Linked DNA regions of Sus scrofa: all the other regions are linked to region 3. A link is a contact called in public HiChIP or PLAC-seq data. All regions are on one chromosome and are shown on one strand. The core of a region is the stretch at or near the end of the contact, and the rest is flanking DNA. Distances in the headings are between cores, read along the strand shown. Region 1 holds the start of UBR3 (E3 ubiquitin-protein ligase UBR3). Region 2 holds the start of METTL5 (methyltransferase-like protein 5). Region 3 holds the start of PPIG (peptidyl-prolyl cis-trans isomerase G). Region 4 holds the start of SSB (lupus La protein).

The links. HiChIP or PLAC-seq counts read pairs in DNA pulled down with a chosen protein or histone mark.
Region 1: an H3K27ac HiChIP or PLAC-seq map of alveolar macrophages shows a contact between it and region 3. The contact joins the promoter of UBR3 here to the promoter of PPIG in region 3. A contact is called at or near these places in 2 of 2 datasets of contacts at active chromatin or transcription factors (alveolar macrophages and skeletal muscle).
Region 2: an H3K27ac HiChIP or PLAC-seq map of alveolar macrophages shows a contact between it and region 3. The contact joins the promoter of METTL5 here to the promoter of PPIG in region 3. A contact is called at or near these places in 6 of 47 Hi-C or Micro-C datasets (alveolar macrophages, epiblast stem cells, fetal skeletal muscle and 3 more) and 1 of 2 datasets of contacts at active chromatin or transcription factors (alveolar macrophages).
Region 4: a contact with region 3 is called in an H3K27ac HiChIP or PLAC-seq map of alveolar macrophages. The contact joins the promoter of SSB here to the promoter of PPIG in region 3. A contact is called at or near these places in 1 of 5 promoter capture datasets (liver), 6 of 47 Hi-C or Micro-C datasets (alveolar macrophages, epiblast stem cells, fetal skeletal muscle and 2 more) and 2 of 2 datasets of contacts at active chromatin or transcription factors (alveolar macrophages and skeletal muscle).

Annotation. Positions count from the first base shown.
Region 1 is chr15:76,134,019-76,139,291 of Sscrofa11.1, forward strand. UBR3 (E3 ubiquitin-protein ligase UBR3) reads left to right here and starts at 1,438. Exons shown (of 40, transcript XM_021076503.1): 1 at 1,438-1,792; 2 at 1,795-2,050. The coding sequence starts at 1,507.
Region 2 is chr15:76,104,326-76,109,809 of Sscrofa11.1, forward strand. It overlaps METTL5 (methyltransferase-like protein 5), which reads right to left and starts at 4,037. Exons shown (of 6, transcript XM_005671924.3): 1 at 3,601-4,037; 2 at 891-1,005; 3 at 116-297. The coding sequence starts at 3,709.
Region 3 is chr15:75,939,078-75,944,670 of Sscrofa11.1, forward strand. It overlaps PPIG (peptidyl-prolyl cis-trans isomerase G), which reads left to right and starts at 1,320. Exons shown (of 14, transcript XM_021076269.1): 1 at 1,320-1,476; 2 at 5,528-5,574.
Region 4 is chr15:76,084,929-76,090,250 of Sscrofa11.1, forward strand. SSB (lupus La protein) reads left to right here and starts at 3,659. Exons shown (of 12, transcript XM_001924998.6): 1 at 3,659-3,808.

The DNA of each region.
Region 1 (5,273 bases), core at 188-2,687, 200 kb after region 3:
ACAACAATAATCAAATATTTGAACACTTATGGGCAATGATGAAGAAAATTCATTCTTTGCCCTTAAGAAATTTATCAATGCTGTGGGGATGAAGTTTTTCACAGTGCTGGCAATAGGCTATATCATCAAAAAAGTTCAGAGCTATTTTTTTTTTTGAAGAAGGGAAATTAAATGGGCAGACATTGCTAGAACAGGGGTGTGGGGTGACTGTACGGAGTGGAATTAGGAACAATAAAGAGCAAAAGCAGAAAAGCATAAAGCATCTTCAGAAAACATAAAACAGCCCCATTAGTCTCATTCAAATGGCAAACTTGGAGTAGAATCAAAAGATAATGATAGAAAGTTAGGTTGGGATACCTGTGACTGTAGTGGACTTTAAAAGAAGATTCAAGGAGTTCCCTTTTGTTTCCACTAAAGAGTTTGAACAGGAGAGTGATGGTAATAATGTACCTTAATCCTCTAAAAAATGTATGTTAGAAGATTAAACTGGAGGAGTTCCCCGTTGTGGCTCAGTGGTTAACGAATCCGACTAGGAACCATGACGTTTTGGTTCCATCCTTGACCTTGCTCGGTGGGTTAATGATTCGCGTTGCGGTGAGCTGTGGTGTAGGTTGCAGTCACGCTCAGATCCCGCGTTGCTGTGGCTCTGGCGTAGGCCAGCGGCTACAGCTGCGATTAAACCACTAGCCTGGGAACCTCCATATGCTGCCCCAGCGGACCTAGCAAAGACAAAAAAAAAAAAAAAAAAAAAAGATTAAACTGGAAATAGTGTTAAGGGTAAGAATTGATTCGGGGGAAACGAGGTCCTACTGTATAGCACAGGCGACTATATCCAATCTCCTGGGATAGACCATGATGGAAAATAATATATATATATATACACACATACCCACATGCATGTGTGTAAATATATACAATATATATTCATACACACACACACACACACACACACATATACGACTGAGTCGCTTTGCTGTTCAGCAGAAATTGGCACACTGTAAATCAGCTTTAATAAAAAAAGAGAATTGATTCAAGGGGAACCATTAGGAGGTTTTTTCAATAATAATTGTAATTCAATAGCAATTAAGGATTTGATAAGTGGTAATCTACATCTTAAAACGAAATGTAGATGTAGTATCTGAAAGATACTGTCTATAATGTCTATAGTCCAGGTAAATAAAGGAAAAATTATCCCCATTACAGATTTTCCACATTGCCCGCATTAAATTTTTTTTAAGTCGTGTCCCTTATTTTAGCGGCTCTCAACGATAAGCTGAGAGCCAAGAGGTTGGAGGAAGACACAGGACGACCACCCCAGGCGAAAAGGTCGGGAAGCTGGCACCCGGCGGGAGGGGGCGTGTGCAGGGGCGGGGACGCAGGCGTAGGTGCGCAGAAGCCCCGGGGTATCGCGAGAGTTGGGCGGGCCGAGCAGTCGCAGCAGTCAATTCCCCCACCCTCCCCAGAGGAGCCGCCGGCCCTGGACTCTCCAAATTCTGAGCTCTCATCATGGCGGCGGCGGCCGCGGCGGCCGTCGGGGGGCCGCAGTCATCCCAACCTGAGGTGCCCGCACAGGGGCTGGCCCTGGACAAGGCGGCCACCGCCGCGCACCTGAAGGCGGCCCTCAGCCGGCCGGACAACCGGGCAGGTGCTGAGGAGCTGCAGGCACTGCTGGAGCGGGTGCTGAGCGCCGAGCGGCCACTGGCAGCGGCTGCGGACGGCGAGGAGGCGGCAGCGGCCAGCGGCGGGGGCGGTCCGGGGGCGGCCGAGGAGGAGGCCCTGGAGTGGTGTAAGTGCCTTTGGCTGGAGGCGGAGGCTACGACGAGTTCTGCGCGGCAGTGCGGGCCTACGACCCCGCGGCGCTCTGCGGCCTGGTCTGGACAGCCAACTTCGTGGCCTACCGCTGCCGGACGTGCGGCATCTCCCCTTGCATGTCGCTGTGCGCCGAGTGCTTCCACCAGGGTGACCACACCGGACACGACTTCAACATGTTCCGCAGCCAGGCCGGGGGTGCCTGTGACTGTGGGGACAGCAACGTGATGCGGGAGAGTGGGTGAGTGGAGACCTCCCCCCGGCGGGGGGCAGCGCTGGAGGCCCAGGCCGAGGTTTGGGGAGGCCTTGGAAAGGGGGAGCTCGGAGCCGACCCTGAGCTGTCAAGGGAGAGGAGTTGGGAAGGGTGCAGCTACACGGGGATGGCGATGACTGAGCTGTCAGCGGTGCAAAGGGGATGGGGTAGGGGTAGAGCGGAGAGCATGTTTAGAGAAGGAGGCTGTGAATTTTCGGGGAAGCCGAGGCGAGTGAGTGAGTGAGTGCGAGAAAAGAGACAGTGCGTGGGATGGGAGGGGAGAGAGGAGGAAATAGTACTTGGGGAATCTGATGTCGAGCTGTCATTGTGTACTAGTTGGGCAAGGCTTTAAAGCTGCCTGCTTCTTGGGAAGAACTTGATGATGTGATTTGGATTGGCTGGGAAGGGGATGATATTGGGGCTCAAATTGGGTCGCAAAATGATGAGAGTCGGGGAGGTGGCCTTGCAGCTGCAGGGGAGGACAGCTTGTGCAAAGGGACTTCTGAACTGTCAGTGTGTCAGTAAGGAGCTCTTGAGCTGATGGGGGTTGAGGGAGGAGGGAAGGGGAGGGGCATGCATGAAAAGTGACTGTTGAGCTGTCAGTGGAGTATTTGGTGTGCTGGAATGACATCTAGAAATGAGCTACTGAGCGAGCAGTTATAGAATACCCTCCATACCAGAAGAGCAAACAAAACACCAAGCGAGCTAGGAATCAAGTGTTAGGTCTTCTCCAGTTAAAAGGGCACTTTATTCACTAACTAATATGTGAACCTCTGTCTAAAAGGAAACACCAACAAATGCTTTTTCGATAGAAGTGATGTACTAGAGTGTTTGGATTTAGGACAAAAGATATTTCAGAGATTGCAGTGAGTTAAAGAGTTGGTACATGTTGTGTCTTAGCTTAGGATGTAGTGCTGGGGGAAGTCCTGGGAAAAGAAGAAACTTAGTCCAAGAGAGGAGATTTTGGCTGGGCATTCATTCAGTAGTTGAAAGAATGTTAGCAAATCCAGTCATTCAAGTTTTTCAATTTTCAGGTCTTATAATTAACAATAGAGTATAATCCCTATAGAAATGGTCACTATTTTCTTTGGAGTATTTGTAGGTTACTGTTTCTCCATAAGGTTTGTATGTTTGTATCTACTAGGTACAAGCAAGGCTCCCAGAGTATTACAGATGAACAAGACATTGACCTACCCCTTAAGCTGCTTACGCTAGAGTAGAAAATGATAAATTCCTTAAATAGTCTGGGAGTTAGAGGAGCCTTCTGTGCAGAGGGAGTAAGAAAAAAGCTTCAGAAAGAAGGTATATTGAGCTTGCTAATAATGATAATATTTATAATACTGCTGTTGCTAACAACAATAATAATAATTGCAGTTAACATTTTTGAGCTTAAAGTGTATGCCTGACACTTAAAAATGCTTTAAAAATTGAATAATTGAATAGGTAAAATATTTATGTAGTTAAAAAAGGAAAACAATAAAATAAAAAGATGCACAGTTTGAAATTTCACTCTCATCCTGTCTCCCATCTGCCCAGTTTCTTCCCATTAGTTTCTCAGTGCAAAAACAAACAAGGATGAATATGTGTTTTGATTTTTCAGTCTCCTTTTATGCAAAAGGTAACATTACATGCACTGTTCTATACATCTTTCAGTTTTCACTTATTTAATGGGTCTTTCCATGTCAATAAATCAGTGTATTCTGTTTAGTTAAAAGTAACTTATTTGGAGTGTAGTTGATTTATAATGTTGTATTAGTTTCAGTGTATGGCAGAGTGAATCAGTCATACCTATAAATATATCCATTCTTTTTTCCCTTATAGGTTATTACAAACTATTGAGTAGATTTTCCTGTGCTATATATAGTAGGTTCTCATTAATTAGTGTACTCGACTTAAAAAAAACTGCATAGTGTTCCACATCATGAATTTGCCATTTTTTATTTAATCATCACTTTTGATGGACATTTGGGCTTCAGTCTGAAATAAACTGGTATACCTGTCTTTTCCCACCTGTGCAAGAATATCAATGGGCTAAATTCTCTAAGTGGAACTTACAGATTGCCCCCCATAAGGGTTAGTAGCAAGCATAGCATGTGACTCCTTGCATTCTGACAGCCTCATCAACAGAGTGCTATTAAAACTTTGAAATTTTTTTAGTTGAATATTTTTATTAAAGTATATTTGATTTATAGTGTACCAATTTCTGCTATATAGCAAAGTGACCGAGGTATATATGTCTTTCTGTCTTGTCTGTCTGTCTATCTATTGCCCCGATTTTATATTATCTTCCATCATGGTCTACCCCAAGAGATTAGATATAGTTCCTTGTGCTATATAGCAGGACCTTATTGTCTATCTATTCTAAATGTAATAGTTTGTATCTGCCAACCCCAAACTCCCAGTCCATCCCGCTTGCTTTTCCCCTTCTTATGGCAACCACAAGTCTGTTCTCTATGTCTGTGAGTCTGTTTCTGTTTTGTAGATAGGTTCATTTGTGCTATATTTTAGACTCCACATGTAAGTGATGTCATATGGTATTTGTCTTTCTTTTTCTAACTTCACTTATTATGATAATCTGTAGTTGCTGCAAATGGCATTATTTCATTTTTTATGGCCGAGTAGTATTCCATTGTATATATACCACATCTTCTTAATCCATTCATCTGTTGATGGAGATTTAGGACATTTAGGTTGTTTCTTGGCTATTGTGAATATGCTGCTGTGAACACAGGGGTGCATATATCTTTTTGAATTTTAATTTTGTTCAGAAATATGCCCAGGAGTGGGATTGTTCAGTATTCAGTATTCAGTTTTCTGAGGAACCTCCATTCTGTTCTCTGTAGTGGTTGTACCAGTTTACATTTCTACCTACAGTGTAGGAGGGTTCCCTTTTCTCCACACCCTCTCCAGCATTTGTTATTTGTGGACTTACTAATGATGGCCATTCTGACTCGTGTGAGGTGGTACAGGGTTTTTTTCTTCTTTTTTCTTTTTTGGCCTGCGGCATGCAAAGTTCAGTGGCCAGGGATTGAACCCATGCCACAGCAGCAACTGAGGCTACTTCAGTGACACCAGATTCTTTTTTTTTTTTTTTAATTAATTAATTTATTTATTTTGGTCTTTTTTTTTTTTTTTTTGCTATTTCTTTGGGCCGCTCTCGCGGCATGTGGAGGTTCCCAGGCTAGGGGTCCAATCGGAGCTGTAGCCACTG
Region 2 (5,484 bases), core at 2,787-5,286, 170 kb after region 3:
GGTCTATTTAACCAACAGTGATATAATCACTTAACCCCAAAAAATCAATGTGAAAATGGTTGTTAAAACTTGTTTTTCTGCAAAGACACCAGTACACCTGATTCTTGTTACTAACCTTTATTATTTTTGGTCCCAAAGGGAGGATTCATAATTACTGTATCAAATGACTTGGACATTTTGTTAGATAATGAGCACACGTCACACTGAACCATGTCAACATTTGTTAACTCAAACTCTTCTACATTCCTATTAAATATTTCCAACGCATCTTCATCTATGTCAAATCCAACACACAACCTATAAATACAACACACAGAAAGTGACTACTATAGCTCCCAAGTCAAAACACAACAAAACCATTTATCTTTTAACCCAATTGGCCAAGTGACAGTGAGTATTGCTTTTCAACAGCATGATTTCCCAATGAGTCAGGAGTTGTAAACTCAGTTTTATATAAAAGAGAACATTTAACTGGTGCTGTTACTGTTTGTTTTTTAAACTTTGTTTTGATGTTCAGTCCATTCAAAATATACTACTGTATTTTTTTTCTTTTGGCTATTTTTTTGGGTCTTCCCACGGGGCATATGGAGGTTCCCAAGCTAGGGGTCAAATTGGAGCTATAGCCGCTGGCCTACGCCAGAGCCACAGTTAACTCAGGATCCGAGCCCCGTCTGCAACCTACACCACAGCTCATGGCAGTGCCTGATCCTTAACCCACTGATCGAGGCCAGGAATCAAACCTGAGTCCTCATATATGCTGGTTGGGTTCGTTAGCCACTGAGCCACAACGGGAACTCCAAAATGTACTATTAGATTCTTGCTCCTCTCATCTCATACTGCAGAGTCCCATAACCACCCCATACCCAAACAGTGTATACTAGAACACATACCCTGCTCCTAGCATTGCAGTTCCGATGCTAAGCACTCCACAGCCACATCCTAGATCTGCAACCATTTTGTTTTCAATGTCATCATATGTATTGTGGATTGTATAGAGCATACACGCTAAAAGATGAAAAAAACATATTAAGGAATAAATAGGCAAGTTGACCAAAATCCAATCTGTGTAAATGAATCTTTATAAAACAATGTCTTGCATTATTTATTATTATTATTTTGTCTTTTTGTCCTTTGTTTTAGGGCTGCACCCTCAGCATATGGAGGTTCCCAGGCTAGGGGTCTAATTGGAGCTATTGCTGCTGGCCTATGCCAGAGCCACAGCAACACCAGATCGGACCACGTCTGCAACCTACACCACAGCTCACAGCAACACTGGATCCTTAACCCACGAGCAAGGCCACAGATCAAACCCGCAACCTCATGGTTCCTAGTTGGATTCGAGTCTTGCATTATTTAGTCCTCTCCCAAATGGTGTTCTAGATTATTAAAAAATAACAAAGTATAGTAACTTGATATATAATAAGAGATTCATAAATAGGATGATAATACATATCACTGGTTCCCCAAACTAGTCTCTGCTGACAATGCCAAGAATGTCAGAAGTTTAAGGTTAAATGAGAAAAATACAGTCAATTTCTATAACCTGTTCAAAACATTGCCATACACACATACATCAGTTTTCTTTGATGTTGAAATATTTTTATAAAAGGATGTAAGAGTAAATAGGTTTAAAAAAACATCCTTGGAGTTCCCCTTGTGGCTCAGTAGTTAACAAACCCAACTAGTATCCATGAGAACACAGGTTCCATCCCTGGTCCCACTCACTGAGTTAAGGATCCAACGTTGCAGTGAGCTGTGGTGTAGGTTGCAGATGTGGCTCCAGATCCTGTGTGGCTGTGGTGTAGGCCAGCAGCTACAGGTCCGGTTCAACCCCTAGCCGGGGAACATCCATATGCTGTGGGTGTGGCCCTAAAAAGACAAAAGACAAAAACAAAATAAAAAATTAAAAAATCCTTCTTTCTCAAAATATAAACTTGGCAACTCTATCAGTTTCTAAAATTGTGAAATTTTACTGATCTGTGAAACTTTTAAGTCTGGGAACTAATAATAGTGAGCAAACATTAACATTAAAACAGAACTTTTTTTGCAGTAAGTTTGTCACCATAATACAGGTACCATTAAGTTCAAGCTAGAATGGGAAAGGAAAAAGCTACATCCACAGTACAGCCTTTAGACACGTATATTCATGATCTACAGACACATATATCCTACCAATGAGACCAGAGAAGAGAACTATTGAGGAGCAGAGCAAAGCTTCTGAGATGGGAAAGATCTTTCAAATACATGAAGGTGTGGAATATGATGTAGGTTAAGCATGAATACTCCACTGCTATCTCCCTGTGGATATCTGAATTCACCAAGGGCTGCTGGGCATCACTGATGTCCCAGGATCCAGAGGTTTTATTAAAAACACAATTACAGGGATGTCTCAGGCTGTCTGTGCTGTTCTAGCGATTGCGGCAGGTATTAGTGACTTTGAAGCTAGTATTTCAAAGAATTAGCACAACCATGTGTATGTGACACACAGGGGTTTCAAACAACTGATTGTTACTTGGGGAAAAAATAAGGATTCTACTATGAAACCCTACAGCCAGAAGACATTAAGGAAATCATTATCTAAAGTGAGATAACTGGTCTTAACCCAGACACAATTTTGTGCCAATTTTTGGTTGGAATTAAAGACTATACATTGGAGTTAAGTGCAGGTATACACATTTTTTCCTTCATTTTCTTGGGGGCGGGGAGGGATTTCTCCTTGCAGATATCCACAACAAATTAATCTACCTGACTCCTCCAATGACTCTGGTAATGTTTATTTATTTTTTTCTGTTTTTGGCCACCTGCTGGCATGTGGAGTTCCCTAGCCAGGGATCAGATCCAAGCCCCAGTTGCAACCTACCCAGCAGCTGCACCACAACACCATATCCTTAACCCACTGTGCCCACTAGGGATCCAACCTACATCCCTTTGTCTCCAAAGCCACCAATGATCCCATGATCCCGTTAGGCCAAAGCTATTCCACAAAGGGAACTCCAGTAATGTTTATTAAATACAAATGTTTTTTTCTGTATTTTTATACTTCCAGTATCAATCTCTCACATCAAGCAATACTGCTGATTTTCAGATCATTTGTTAAAATTGAAATGCATCCTCATCTTTATATAGCACCTATTCTGGATTGTTAAAACTCAAGTCTTTCTGCTACCAACTGTAGTATTTATTTCTAGGGCAAGGAATCCTTGGGCTGGCAATGTGTTGCACTAGGAAATTGATCCTTATTTAGCAAATAATTTACTGAGCTCCCAAGTAGTTCAAGGAACTCTTCTAACTGGGAGTTGTGTAAACAAGACCAGCACATTTTCGCCCTCAAGGAGTTCGAAGTGTAATTAGATTAACAAATACATTAAAAAGATGTCTGACAGTGTTAAGAGGTATGCAGAAAACCAGATAATAAAACGATAGTGTCTTGTACGTGCGTGTCTTTGGCCGCGGTGTCGAGTCCTCTCTAACGCAATAAGTAATCTTAGAGCAACGTCTTTCTAGACGTTGCCGGTATCCAAATAACTGTTCTATTTTCATTACGAAATGAGCAGACAGGACTAACCCGCGAAACAAGGGCGTGAACATCAGCCGCCCTACCTGCAATGTGCGGCCTGGTTGGATACTGTTCTAGAAGTAGCTTGGGCTTTTCGAATCCATCCACTTGTTGCAGGCGACTTTCTAGTTCCTTAAGCCTTAATTTCTTCATTTTTAAAAAAACTGTGCGCTCGAAAGGTTTAACGGCGCTGGATCTGCAGAGAAACTTCACCTGGATCTTCTCCCCAACTCTGATCCCTTGCCCCTTTCGGCGCAGCTGGATGAGAGCCAGTCAGGGAACGCAAGACGCGAAAGGTGCACCAGGCCCAGGCGGTTCCCGCTCTCTTCCCAGCGCCAGCTCCAGGGTATCCCGTACGGATACAGGTGATACACCGGGCAGGAGTGAATAACTGACTGCCTTAGAGACGCGAGAGCTCCTCATGCGGTGGCCCAACACTTCCAGAGGTTGCGCTCGCCTCAGCCGGAAGTGCAGCAACGCACGCGCACACGCATGCGCACACGCACACCCGAACGCTGTAGAGCCGCCTGCTCCCGAGCTGCATCCGCGGCCCTGCGCAAGGGTTACGCCGGCCGGAAGCGCCACCTCCCCCTCCTTCGTCGGGCTGTTTGGGCCGCCGGCAGAGCTCGCCTTTTCCGCAGGCCCCGCCCCGCCGCCTGTTGCGAGGGCCTTACCTTCTCATTTTTCCTTGAGTATCTTGGAGTCCCCAAAGGAAGAGGGTTAGGAAAAGAGTGAAAGTGAGGATGAGAGTCATGGTCACTTTGTTTTAATGCCCACTGTGGCCGGCTCTGCCGCCTCTCAAGGCCCCTCTCAAAAAGTAGCAGCCCACACTCATCTTTGCAGCCTTTGCTGTTTGCATTTTCCTTCTGTTTCCCTCTTTTTAAGTCACTTGTGTCACGTACCTCAACTCTCACAAGGTGTGACGTCAGAGAAGCCCAAACAAAAGAGAATTTAAAGAATAGGAAGTTGTTGGTGTTTCCCTTGTGGCTCATCAGAAACCCAACTAGGATCCATGAGGATGGGGGTACAATCCCTGGCCTGGCTCAGTGGGTTAAAGATCCAGAGGCATTGCTGTAGCTCTGGCGTAGGGCGGCAGCTGTGGCTCTGATTCCACCCCTAGCCTGGGAACGTCCTTGTGCTGCAGGTGTGGCCACAAGCAGACCAAAAAAAAAAAAAAAAAAAAAGAGAGAGAGAGTAGGAAATGGTGTCAAACGCTGGAAAAAAAGTTAGGCTTTCACAGAGTAGGAGCAGAAGTCAAATTGTAGTGGATTGAGGACCCAAGCGTAAGCATTGCTGAAATTTGCTCTGCCTCTATCTCTATGTACAAGCTCCTAAGTCTTTGTCTTTTGAAGTAAAAGACTTTTCCTTTAGGCTTCCTGGCCTCCCCTCAGTCTCAAAAGGCTGACACAAGAGTTAATGATTAGAAAATATTGTTAGAGCTAAAACTAGTTAAAACAATCTCTGTGATATTATGCCCTGCCTTGGCCCACAAGCTTACTCTAACTGGCTTTTCACCTATGATCTCTTGCTTGCTTAACTGCTTTCTTTTACTAATGTTTATTTTCTAGAGTTATATTGCACCTAGTGTTTTATTGCACCTAGTGTTTTCTTTTGTAGTTGGAACCCTCCCTAACACCCCTCCCTGTAAGCAATAGTCTTTCCAGAGAAAAGGTCAAGGAACAATAACCCCTAAACAACCAGAAAACCATCACCGGACCATCTGATGCAGGCCTTTATGACTCTGAAATGATCTACGAAGGGAGAATAATGCAGACACCTTGATCAATAACCCTGTCTTCAGAGTTAAACCTATATTTTTAATTTTTAAATTTTTTGCTTTTTAGGGCCACGCCCTCGGGATATGCAAGTTCCCAGGCTAGGGCTCAAATCAGAGCTACAGCTGCTGGCCTATGCCACAACCACAGTAA
Region 3 (5,593 bases), core at 70-2,569:
AAATTTTAAGCGATTATAACTTATGTTCTTTTCATACAATAATACAATCTAAGACTTCTTAGGGTGGTTCCTTTAAAAGACACCCACCTTCTATCTCCAGATTGCCAGACTGGATTGCCCGATTGATTGCCTTGATTGCCGATGACTTCACCAAAAAGCAGGGGGAATTAATTCTAACATAATCTAGAGATTCTTAATCTCTTAAAACGTTAAATAACAGTAGGTGTCCTACTTCCCCTAAAGAACATTGGATTTGGAGTCAGACGTGCTTTGGTATTTAAGAACGGTGTACCAGGGAGGGAGGCACTTATCCTCACTGAACTTCAATTTCTTTACCCACTAAAACAATGATAAACTATATATAGGGACTGCAGGTTGGATCCCTGGTCTCATTCAGTGGGGTAAGGATCCGGTGCTGCCACTTGCTGCACAGGTCACAAACGTGGCTCCAACCCTATATTGTGGTGGCTGTGGCAGAGGCCTCAGCTACAGATGCCATTCGACCTTTGGCTTGGGAACTTCCATATGCAGCAAACAAAAACAACAACAAAACAATAACAAAGAGGTCCAATGCCCTTTGTAATTTTCTTCTTTCCTCATGTAGTGTTTTGTTCACTTCCGTGTTTTTTTTTCCCCCTTTTTGGCCACACCCCCGAACGCAGAAGTTCCTTGGCCAGGGGCGGAACCTGGTCCACAGCAGCAACTCAAGCGCAGCAGTGACCATGCCAGGTCCTTAACCTGCAGAGCCACAGAGGAACTCCTCACTTTTTCTTTTCGTTTGTTTGTTTTCTTTTTAGGGCCTCAGTGCCACATGTGGAAGTTCTCAGGCTAGGGGTCAAATGTGAGCTACAGCTGCCGGCCTAGAACACAGCCACAGCAAAGTGCCAGATCCTAGACACACCTGCGACCTACACAGCAGGTATTGGCAACTCCCCATCCTTAACCCAGTGAGCGCAGCCAGGGATAGAACCCGCATCCTCATGGATGCTAGTGGGGTTCTTTTCTGCTGAGCCACAGCGGGAACTCCCAGTTCTGTTTTTTAAGACTTGTGTCATAGCCATTAACTGGAAGCTGACCTGGAAGCTTCTAGGGTCTCCTTCCCATACCCTGGCAGAGGATCAATAAATGTTAATTAAAAGAGGCACTTCATTTCACCAACGAGGTGAACAATGATTGGTTACAAACATTCCCAGTCAGCTTACAAATAAAGCTTTAAGCTACCGATACACCAGGAATTTAACAAGCACCAAAATCCAAGAACTCTAGGGAGGGGGAGGTGACGCAGGCAAGGGATCACCAGGAGACGCGGTCCGCCGAGCCATGACGTACTTCCGGCGCGACGCTTTCCCTCCACGCCGGGACTAGGTGGTGGGGGGAGGGAGGCGGTTAGTGGGCTTTAGCGCCTTTTCTGGAGGCGGTAGATTTGAAGCGCTTTAAAGAACCTGACCCCGGGAAGAGGAGACCATACTGGTGCAAGTAGGTGGCTGCGGGCCCATATTGTTTCGGTGGCGTCCTTTGCAGCAGTTCTGGCGTACGAGAGCGGGAAGGGCCCGAGGAGGGGCGGAGCCGCCGCGGTAGGCCCGGGTGGATTTAACTGTCTTCCCCTCGAGGTATCGGGGCTGCCAGGCTCCAGCAGAAGCCCTTAAGGACTGTGGCGGGGGCTTTGCAGCTGTTGGGGCTGGAGGAGGTTTCCAGCCGCGCCTCTAGGGCCTGGAAAACGGCCCTCCTCCTGCCAGCCCCCGCCCTCTCGGCTCGGGCTCACACCTCCCTCCCTGACGCATTTTGCCGCACAAGCTATAATATGGCGGCAGCGACGGCGGCCTGAACTCTAGGGAGCCAGGGTGATTTTGATGCTTCATAATCGTAAGACTAAGCACGGATGCGGGGTAGGAGGGAGGATAGGTGGGGAAGCGGGAGGCGTTACCTGCCATCTTGTCAGATTAGGGTTGGAGAGTGGCAGGCGAGGAGCCTGGATCACAGGGGTTAAGATTAGACTGAAGACAGGCTTTTCCCCTACTCCGACCTTTTCCTCTCACAGCGGCTATCCTGCGTGGTGAAGTAGCACAGGCCACTTAGTTAAGCATTCTCCTGTTTCTCAAATCCAGGATGTTCCCTTCTCATCCCAGAGCTGACTCCAAGTTCTCCCACGTTTCTGAGGAGCTGTGAGCAGCGCAGGCCTTTCAGGCGATAATTACTCTTTAGGAGGAAAGCGATGGCTTAGAAGCTCCATATGCCTTGGAGGAAGTGTGAGAATTTGGCTCATCTTTAGTCTTTTAATGTGCTTAATCGAGGTCTGCGGGAATGGAGAACTTTCGGTCATTTTGGAAATGTAATAGAAGCACCATTTTGTGCAGTGATTTCAATTTCTTCCTATAACAATACTTTATGCAGGGCCAAGTTTTAGCAATAGTGATCATAAATAAGTCCAAGGAACAATTTAATGTTGTGGAAATTAGGCTGTTGTTAATTTTCAGTAGCTAAAACCGGATAGAAAAGTATGTGAGTGTGTCTGTTTTATTACCATTTGGCAAAGAAGGGCCAGTAGTTTCCCGGTTTGTAACGATGAAGAGGGGGTGTGTAAAACATTTTTTAAATGGAGGCGTAAAGGTACAGATATCTAGAATGGCTGTTTCTCTCATTCGTATTTTTTGTGTATCTGAAAATTTCTCCGTTTAATCTCCCCCCCTTTAAAAATTGTTAACCCTTTGAGATGAGATTATTCCTATGAAAAAATTAACGTACTTCTGCTTTAAACAGAGCTCATTTTACATTGTTTAACGTTTTATGATTCAGGATTATTGATACTCTAAGGTCTTAATGGGCCTTGTAGTAGGAGGCTGTGGTTTTTTTTTTAATTTTGTTTACTTTTTCAAGTTTTTGTATTTACAGGCTATTGTCAGTTGCCTTCCTCTGCTGTCAGGAGTATGCAGACTTACTAGGTTAGAAACTTTGGATTTGTTTCTGGCGCAGCTGTCTTTCTGAACTTCATTTTTTTTTTTTTTTCCTTTCATGTATGAAATGATACTTTGATTTCAGACTATCATCAGCTGTGGGCTTCAAAAATAAATATTCAAGTTTGTTAAAATTCTGTGTAAAATAAGTTTTCAGTAAGAACTCAGCTGAGTGAAGTGAAGAGCATACATTACATTTATTGTGACTTATTAAAGGCCTTTCGTTTTTGGTGCTTGTTGCAGTATTGGTGGCCTCTAAGTAAAGTCTTTGTGCTTTTGATATTTTGCATATTTTAAATTAGATTTTCTGCCAGGCAGCATCCATTCTTTATGCAGAGGGAAACTGGTAGCCATTCATAGTAGGATGAAATAGTTCTATTAGTTATCAGGACACCGTCTGCAATGCTTCAAGTGTTGCTCTTTTTCTTTAAGAAATACATGTTGATGTTTTCCCTTATTTTTTACTTATAGGATATTTCATTAGAATTATATTACCTATTTTCTGTATCCTTATGTACTAAGGTATCTTGTTATATGTAGTTAGAATCCATATATAATTAATTAAAGTGATTTGAAGAGTTCGTTGCAAATCTCTCTGCTAGAGAGTGATATTGCTCTTTTTTTATTTTCTTTGTCTTTATTATTAGCACCAAGCTTTATTTTCATTTAAGTGTCAATGGTTTGACCTGTTTTAATGCATATGTGGTCTTCATAAGAGCTCGGTGTATTTTTATTTCTATAGGGCAGATCTTGCATCTTGAAGTTTACTACTGACAGTATTATAAATACTCAGACAACTCCTGTAGCTGGGACTTTGTACTTTTACTGCCAGACAGGAAATCTTTTGCACTATGTTTCAGTTTTAGTGGTGGCTTAAAATGACCACCAGCTTGTTCTCAAAATTTAACTATAGCCTACTTATAAATATAGGTATCAATTTTTGATATTAATTTTTTTTTTTGGTCATGCCCACTGCTTTTGGTAGTTCCAAGTGACATCGCCAAGTCTTTAACCTCTGTGCCACCAGGGGACTCTAAAATGGTTATTTTAAAAACAGGAACAGGGAGTTCCTGTTATGGCACAGTGGTTAACGAATCTGACTAGGAACCATGAGGTTGAGGGTTCGATCCCTGCCCTTGCTCAGTGGGTTAAGGATCCAGCGTTGCTGTGAGCTGTGGTGTAGGTTGCAGACTCGGCTCGGATCCCAAGCTGCTGTGGCTCTGGCGTAGGCTGGCGGCTGCAGCTCCAATTGGACCCCTGGCCTGGGAACCTCCATATGCTGCGGGAGCGACCCAAGAAATAGCAAAAAGACCAAATAAAATAAAATAAAATAAAAACAGGAACAGTTCTCTACCTTGTTGATTTTTAAATTGCACAACGCCTATTTGTTTATGTATTAAGTCACATTTATTAAGCTATGTATTAATTGTGCTTAAGTTTTAGTTTAAAATTTATTCATAATTAAATCATTGTGTTACTGTCATAAGGTGGAAAATTATGTAAGCCATTATTGGAATATTTGTTAATAAGCTAATTTCTCCGGTGAAGCTGTAGTCTTAACCAGAAAACTCTTGCTTTTTTCCACTTGTGACTTGGAGGCAGTCACTTCAGTTCTCTAGTCCTCTTGTTCTCAGCCTATAAAATCAGAAGATTGGACCAGATTATCTGTTTGCTTCAAACCTCAAAGGTTCTTTTTTTTTTTTTTTTTTTTTTCCCCCTTTTCTAGGGCCGCTCCCGAGGCATAGTGAGGTTCCCAGACTAGGGGTCTAATCGGAGCTGCAGCCGCCGGCCTATGCCAGAACCACAGCAGCGTGGGATCTGAGCTGTGTCTGCAACCTACACCACAGCTCAGTGCTGGATCCTTAACCCACTGAGCAAGGCCAGGGATCGAACCTGAAACCTCATAATTCCTAGTTGGATTCGTTAACCACTGTGCCGTGACAGGAACTCCAAAGGTTCGTGATTTTTTATCTAAGAGTCACTGGGTTGAGTATCACATTCCTAGGTTATATGAGTTGCCCTCTAGAGAATTCGGGGTAAATTTAATCACTATAAGAGCTTAGATAGTTGTAGGTACAATATTAGGAATATTAGCAGAGATTTCCCAGTTAGTATATGCTTTTTAGTTTGGTACTAGCATAGTTGTACTACATTTTTATATCTCTTAGGTTGTATGTGCAAAAAGTTATTTAATACTGAACTTGGCAACAATACAGTTTTTCTCTTTAGTTTTAATTAGTTTAATTTTTTGTTTTTCTGGGTTTTTTTGCTTTTTAGGGCTGCACTCAAAGCATATGAAGGTTCCCAGGCTAGGGGTCGAATCGGAGCTGCAGTTGCCGGCCTACACCACAGCCACAGCAATGCAGGATCCGAGCTGCATCTGCGACTTCCACCATAGCTCATGACAACACCAGATCCTTAGCGAGGCCGCAGTGGAACCTGTAAACTCATGGTTTCTAGCCAGATTCGTTTCCACTGGGCCACAACAGGAACTCCTAAAACATTTTTAAATGTTTTAATGTTTTTCCGTGTTTTTTCCACCATTTTTATCAAATTTTTTTTGTTTTGTTTTCTAGGAGCAAAAGGATTGTATCAGTTGTCCTTGATTTTTCCCTATTTAAAGGTAATGTGCATGTTTAGTT
Region 4 (5,322 bases), core at 2,409-4,908, 150 kb after region 3:
GCTAAACATTCTGGACAACATACTATCATTCTTTTTAACTTTGCCCATTCTAGTGATGGTGTGGTGGCATCTCATGGTACCATTAATTTGCATTTCCTTGATGACTTATAAGGTGGAACATCATTTTATGTGCTTACTTTCCCAGAAGCCCAAAGACTCCTTCTTTTCCCTTTGTGTGTCACAATATTGTATTTTGGGCAAAGTATTTTTTTTTCTTTTTACAGCCACTCCTGCAGCATGTGGAAGTTCCTGGGGCCAGGAGTCCAACTGGAGCTGCAGCTGCCAGCCTATGCCACAGCCCCAGCAAGGCCAGATCCAAGCCACATCTGCAACCTACAACACAGCTGAATCCCTAACCCACTGAGCGAGGCCAGGGACCAAACCTGCATCCTCATGTATACTAGTTGGGCTCATTACAGCTGAGCCATAATGGGAACTCTCCCAAATCCTTTTTTTTAACTCAGCATCATGTTTTTGAATTTCAACAATGTCAGTGCATGTAGTTTTGGCTTGTTTTCATTACTATATAGTTTATTGTTTAATTACATCACAGTGTAGTTACTCTTTCTTTTTTGATAGACATTTAGTGGATTTCCAATTCTCTGCATTTATATACCATGCTGCTATGAATATTTTTGCACATGTCTTCTTATTCACAGACATAAAAATTTCCCTAGAATATATTTTTAGGAGTAGATTTTGGGGCCATCAGCTCTGCATATCATAAACTTTGGCAGATATTGCCAAATTGCTCTCTAAAATGATTGTATTAAATCTACAACCAAAGGAGCTCCCACTGTGATACAATGGGATCAGTGGCATCTCTGCAGCGCTGGGGACCTAGGTTTGATCCTCAGCTGCACAGTTGCCACAGCTGAGGCTCAGCTCTGATGCCTGGTCTGGGAACTCCACAGGTTGTCCAAAAAAGAAAAAAAAAATCTACAGCCAGAGATAGTCTTTTAGTACATTATCCTACAAAGTTGTGTTATGAGAGAGATGGATATCTGCATGAGAGAGCATCTTCTTGGTGCTTCATCTGAAAAAAATGAAACTTCCTTTTTGTATGCAGCCAGGAATCCATGTGGTAGCTGCATGGAGTTGGCTGGTAGAAGAAAGAGAGAGGGAGAAAGGAGAAAAGAAGAAAGGGAGAGTAAAGGACTGGAGATCAGATGGAAACAATAAATGTTCTGCAGTAAGTGTTGTCCCTGGCAGACTATATCTGCAGTTCTACCAAGTGTGGGGCTATAAATGAGCAGTAACATTTGTCTGAGTGCCACCATCTCCAGGCAGAGTCTGGGTCTTTTTTTTATTCCCACTGCCAAGCTCCATACCAGGACATTAGTAGGCAGGTAGTAAATGGTTTGTCCAGTGGAATCGTGGTAGTACCCCGACATTTGTATTATTTGTTCTGTTAAATACCTATATTCTGACTGACTTGATCAAAAAGTGAATTAAGTTTTTATTTTGTCCTGGCACCAGGTAGGAGGTAGATAAATATTTGTTAAGTGGATAAAAGAGAACACCATTAATTTGGATTTAAACTAGCTGAGCATAACTCCATTAATGGCTTTCTCAGAGTTCCTGTCGTGGCTCAGTGGAAACAAATCCGACTAGGAACCATGAGGTTGCGAGTTCGATCCCTAGCCTTGCTCAGTGGATTAACGATCTGGTGTTGCCGTGAGCTGTGATGTAGGTTGCAGACGAGGCTCGGATCCTGCGTTGCTGTGGCTGTGGCCGTGGCCAGCAGCTGTAGCTCTGATTAGACCCCTAGCCTGGGAACCTCCATATGCTGTGAGTGTGGCCCTAAAAAGGACAAAAAAAAAAAAAAAAAAAAAAACAGAGACAGAGAGAAATAGTTTTCTCATTGGCTTGATACACTATCTGGACTGAATCTATTACTGCATTGTTTTACAAATAAAATCATTTGATCTGTTTTGGGACTGCCAAAAACCTTTGAGATCATTTAACAGGCTATTTCACCAATATCATTTCAAATTTTCAAGAAAACTTGGGGGAAAATAAAAGATTGCCTTACTACAAGAAAAAACTCCTTTAATGATCCAGTGTTGCCCTGAAAAAAAAAAGAAAGAAAGAAAAAACTCCTTTAAGTGACCATGATGATGATGATGCTGCTGCCACCATCGCTCAGGGCACGTGGAAGTTCTCCGGCCAGTGATCGAACTCACAAACTCATGCCACAGCTCTGCAATCACAACCTGGGATCCTTAACATGCTCCAGCCTGAGGGAACTCTTTTTTTTTTTTTTTTTTTTTGTGGCAGTCCCTGGGACATATGGAGTTCCCTGCCAGGGATCCAATCCAAGCTAGAATTGTGACCTACACAACAGTTGCAGCAACACAGGATCCTTAACCCACTGCCCTCCTGGGAGGGAACCGTCATCCCTGCGCATGGATGGAGGGAGAGGGGAGGAGGAGGAGGATGGCACATTCATCCTGTTGTGCCACAGAGGGAACTCCAACAAAAAGGAACATTTAAACTAAAATTATTGTGCAAAAAATGTACTAATAGGAAAAGTCTTTAGTAGAGGCAACAGATTTCCGAACTAGATAGCATTTTGGTCATCTAAAATGACTTTTTTTTTTTTTTTTTTTTTTTGTCTTTAGGGCCACACTCGCAGCATATGGAGGTTCCCAGGCTAGGGGTCGAATGGGAGCTGTAGCCACTGGCCTATGCCACAGCCACAGCAATGCCATATAGAAGCACATCTGTGACCTACACCACAGTTCTCCTCAACACTGCATCCTTAACTTCACTGAGCGAGGCCAGGATGGAATCTGCATCCTCATGGATACTAGTCAGAATCATTTCCACTGAGCCATGATGGGAACTACTAAAATGACAAGTTTTGTCCCCCCGCCCCCCCTTTTTAAGGCCACACCTGCTGCATATGGAAGTTCCCAGGCTAGGGGTCCAATCAGTCACAGCCACAGTAACGCTGGGTCAATCGGGTGTGCGACCTACACTCCAGCTTCGGGGAACACCAGATCCTCTAATCCACATCCTCATGGATACTTGTCGGGTTCTTAAACCATTGAGCCACAACGGGAACTCCTGTTTGTTTTAAATTAATATATGCTGCTTCTCTTACTATATGTCAGGCACAGTTCCTGGCAAGGTATATATGCTTTATCACATTTAATGCTCACAACTGTATGAGATACGTGATATTTATTATTTGCTCCATTTTACATGTGAGGGATAGAGAAGTTGAGTAAAGTGCCCAAGGTCACAGTCTGTAAACTGAAGAGCCTTTATTTGAATACAGGCAGTGTGATTTCAGAATTCCAGCTCTTGAACTCTCTATTGTTATCTCAACTCTAAAACTCCGTCTTTCCTTTTTTAAAAAATTTGTCTTTTTTTTTTTAAGGGAGAAAAATCACTGAAAATTTAAATAATTTTTAAAAGGATAGCTTCTAGGGGAAAAAAACAAACATTTTAGAAAACAGAGAGCCTAATGAAGGGCTGGAAATACAAATGCCATCCAGAAATACGTAAAAAGAAACATTTATCCTAACACCCTTCAATATCCGGCGGGACTTCCTAACCCAATCTCCTCGAACGGTGGGTGGGACTCCTGTGGCCTCGGGCCCGAGGCCCAGGCGCATGCTCAGAGCGCGGAACCGGCTCCGGCACGCCCGAAGCCCCGCCCACTCTGGCCGCAAGGGCTGCCGGGACGGCCCCCATCTTCTTTACGCGCGTCGGGCATTTGGCGGCGTTGGGAAGTCCGGACGTTGCTGTCGCTGTTAGTGACCCTGTGGCGCGGCTGTGTGGGACCGGGAACTTAAAGGTGAGCAACTCCCGGTAGCTAAGAGATGAAGGTACAAAAGGGTCTGCTTTGCGTGGCGCGCGACGGCGCGTTCCCTTTCCTTGCTGCCTCACGCTGGGTGCGTCCGCCCCTCGCCTTCCTCGCGTTCGGGGCGAGCGCCGCGTGGGCCGCAGCCGGAGGCGGCGCGCTGAGCTGGTGGCGGGGCGGCGGGGGGAGGTGCGCAGGCCATCGCGAGGTTCGTTCCTCGTAGGAGCAGGGGGAGGTTTCCCGCACTTGACTGGGGCCCAGGCGATCCAATGGTTGCTTTGGGACGCGGCGCTCGCGCGTTCTTTGGACGCGGGCTGCCCGCCTCCCCCACTGCATCTTTAAGGTTTCGTACCTCCACCGCTTTCCTGTGTCGCCGAAAGCAGATGTTCGACTGTGTAAGTTTGTGGGAAGGTTGGCGTGGGTTAAACGCCGACGGGTTTTTTGGATCATGTGATACAGACTGGAGGCCGAGGAATAGGGGCCGCAGGCGTTCCCCTGGCGTCCCTCTTGGATTTTTATGGTTCTCATTGACTCACAAAAAGGCTTCGGGGGGAAATTGGAAAGTGTGGGTAAATGTTACACTTTTAGTTGTACATTCTGGGAAGGTATCTCATGAAACGAAGTTCCAAAATTGGGTAGGCCCAAGAAGTCTTACGAGGACTAAATAGTTCTTTTATCTCACCCTTTTCTTTGTAGGGGGCCCTACATCACGGTAATAGCTTAGAAATTGTGGTCGACAAACCAGTTCATAAGATTGATCATATTTTGTAAAGAAATGTTGCACCGTATGAGATTTTCCATTGTGCATCCAGGTTGTTGCATAGCAATTATAGTATATAAAATGATGCTTCCAAGAAGTGTACCAGTCACAGTTCATCGTTAGAGTTGATCAATGGCAGATATCCTTGATGAATCCTTATAAATACACTATTGAACATTGTATTTCGATGGTTTGGTAGAGCACTAGAAGCAAGTAATTTGAAGTCAGAAGACTTTGTTATTCCTAGCAAACCAACTTCACAGTTGGTATTGTCCGGGATTTTTTTTTTCCTGCAGTGTTATTGTCGGGGATGTGAAACAGGAAACTGGCTGTAAGATTAACCAATATATTAGAAAATTAATAGGCATACTCCTAGTTTAATGTTGTATTAGTGTCCCCAGGCTCTCAAATCACCATTTAATCTAATCGTGACTGTGATGTTTGAATTCTTTTTATCTTAAAGTTTTGATGTATAATCTTGTTCATAAGTTTTTGGTAAGTCAGCTGTGACTAATTTCAAAAGAAATTCGACCCACACCAAACTAGGCTGAGATCCATGGTAATATACTGACAGATGGTGATCTGTTTAAATCTAGTAATGGTTGGTAAGTGGTTGAATGGAGTTTTTCCCCCCCAAAGCTTTCTAGATCATCTAAATGAGGATTAACCACTCACTGTGTTGTAGGAAGAAGCTGGAACAGTGATTTACTGAAAAGGGTGTAGATTATCCATAGCTTTTCCGTTTTCC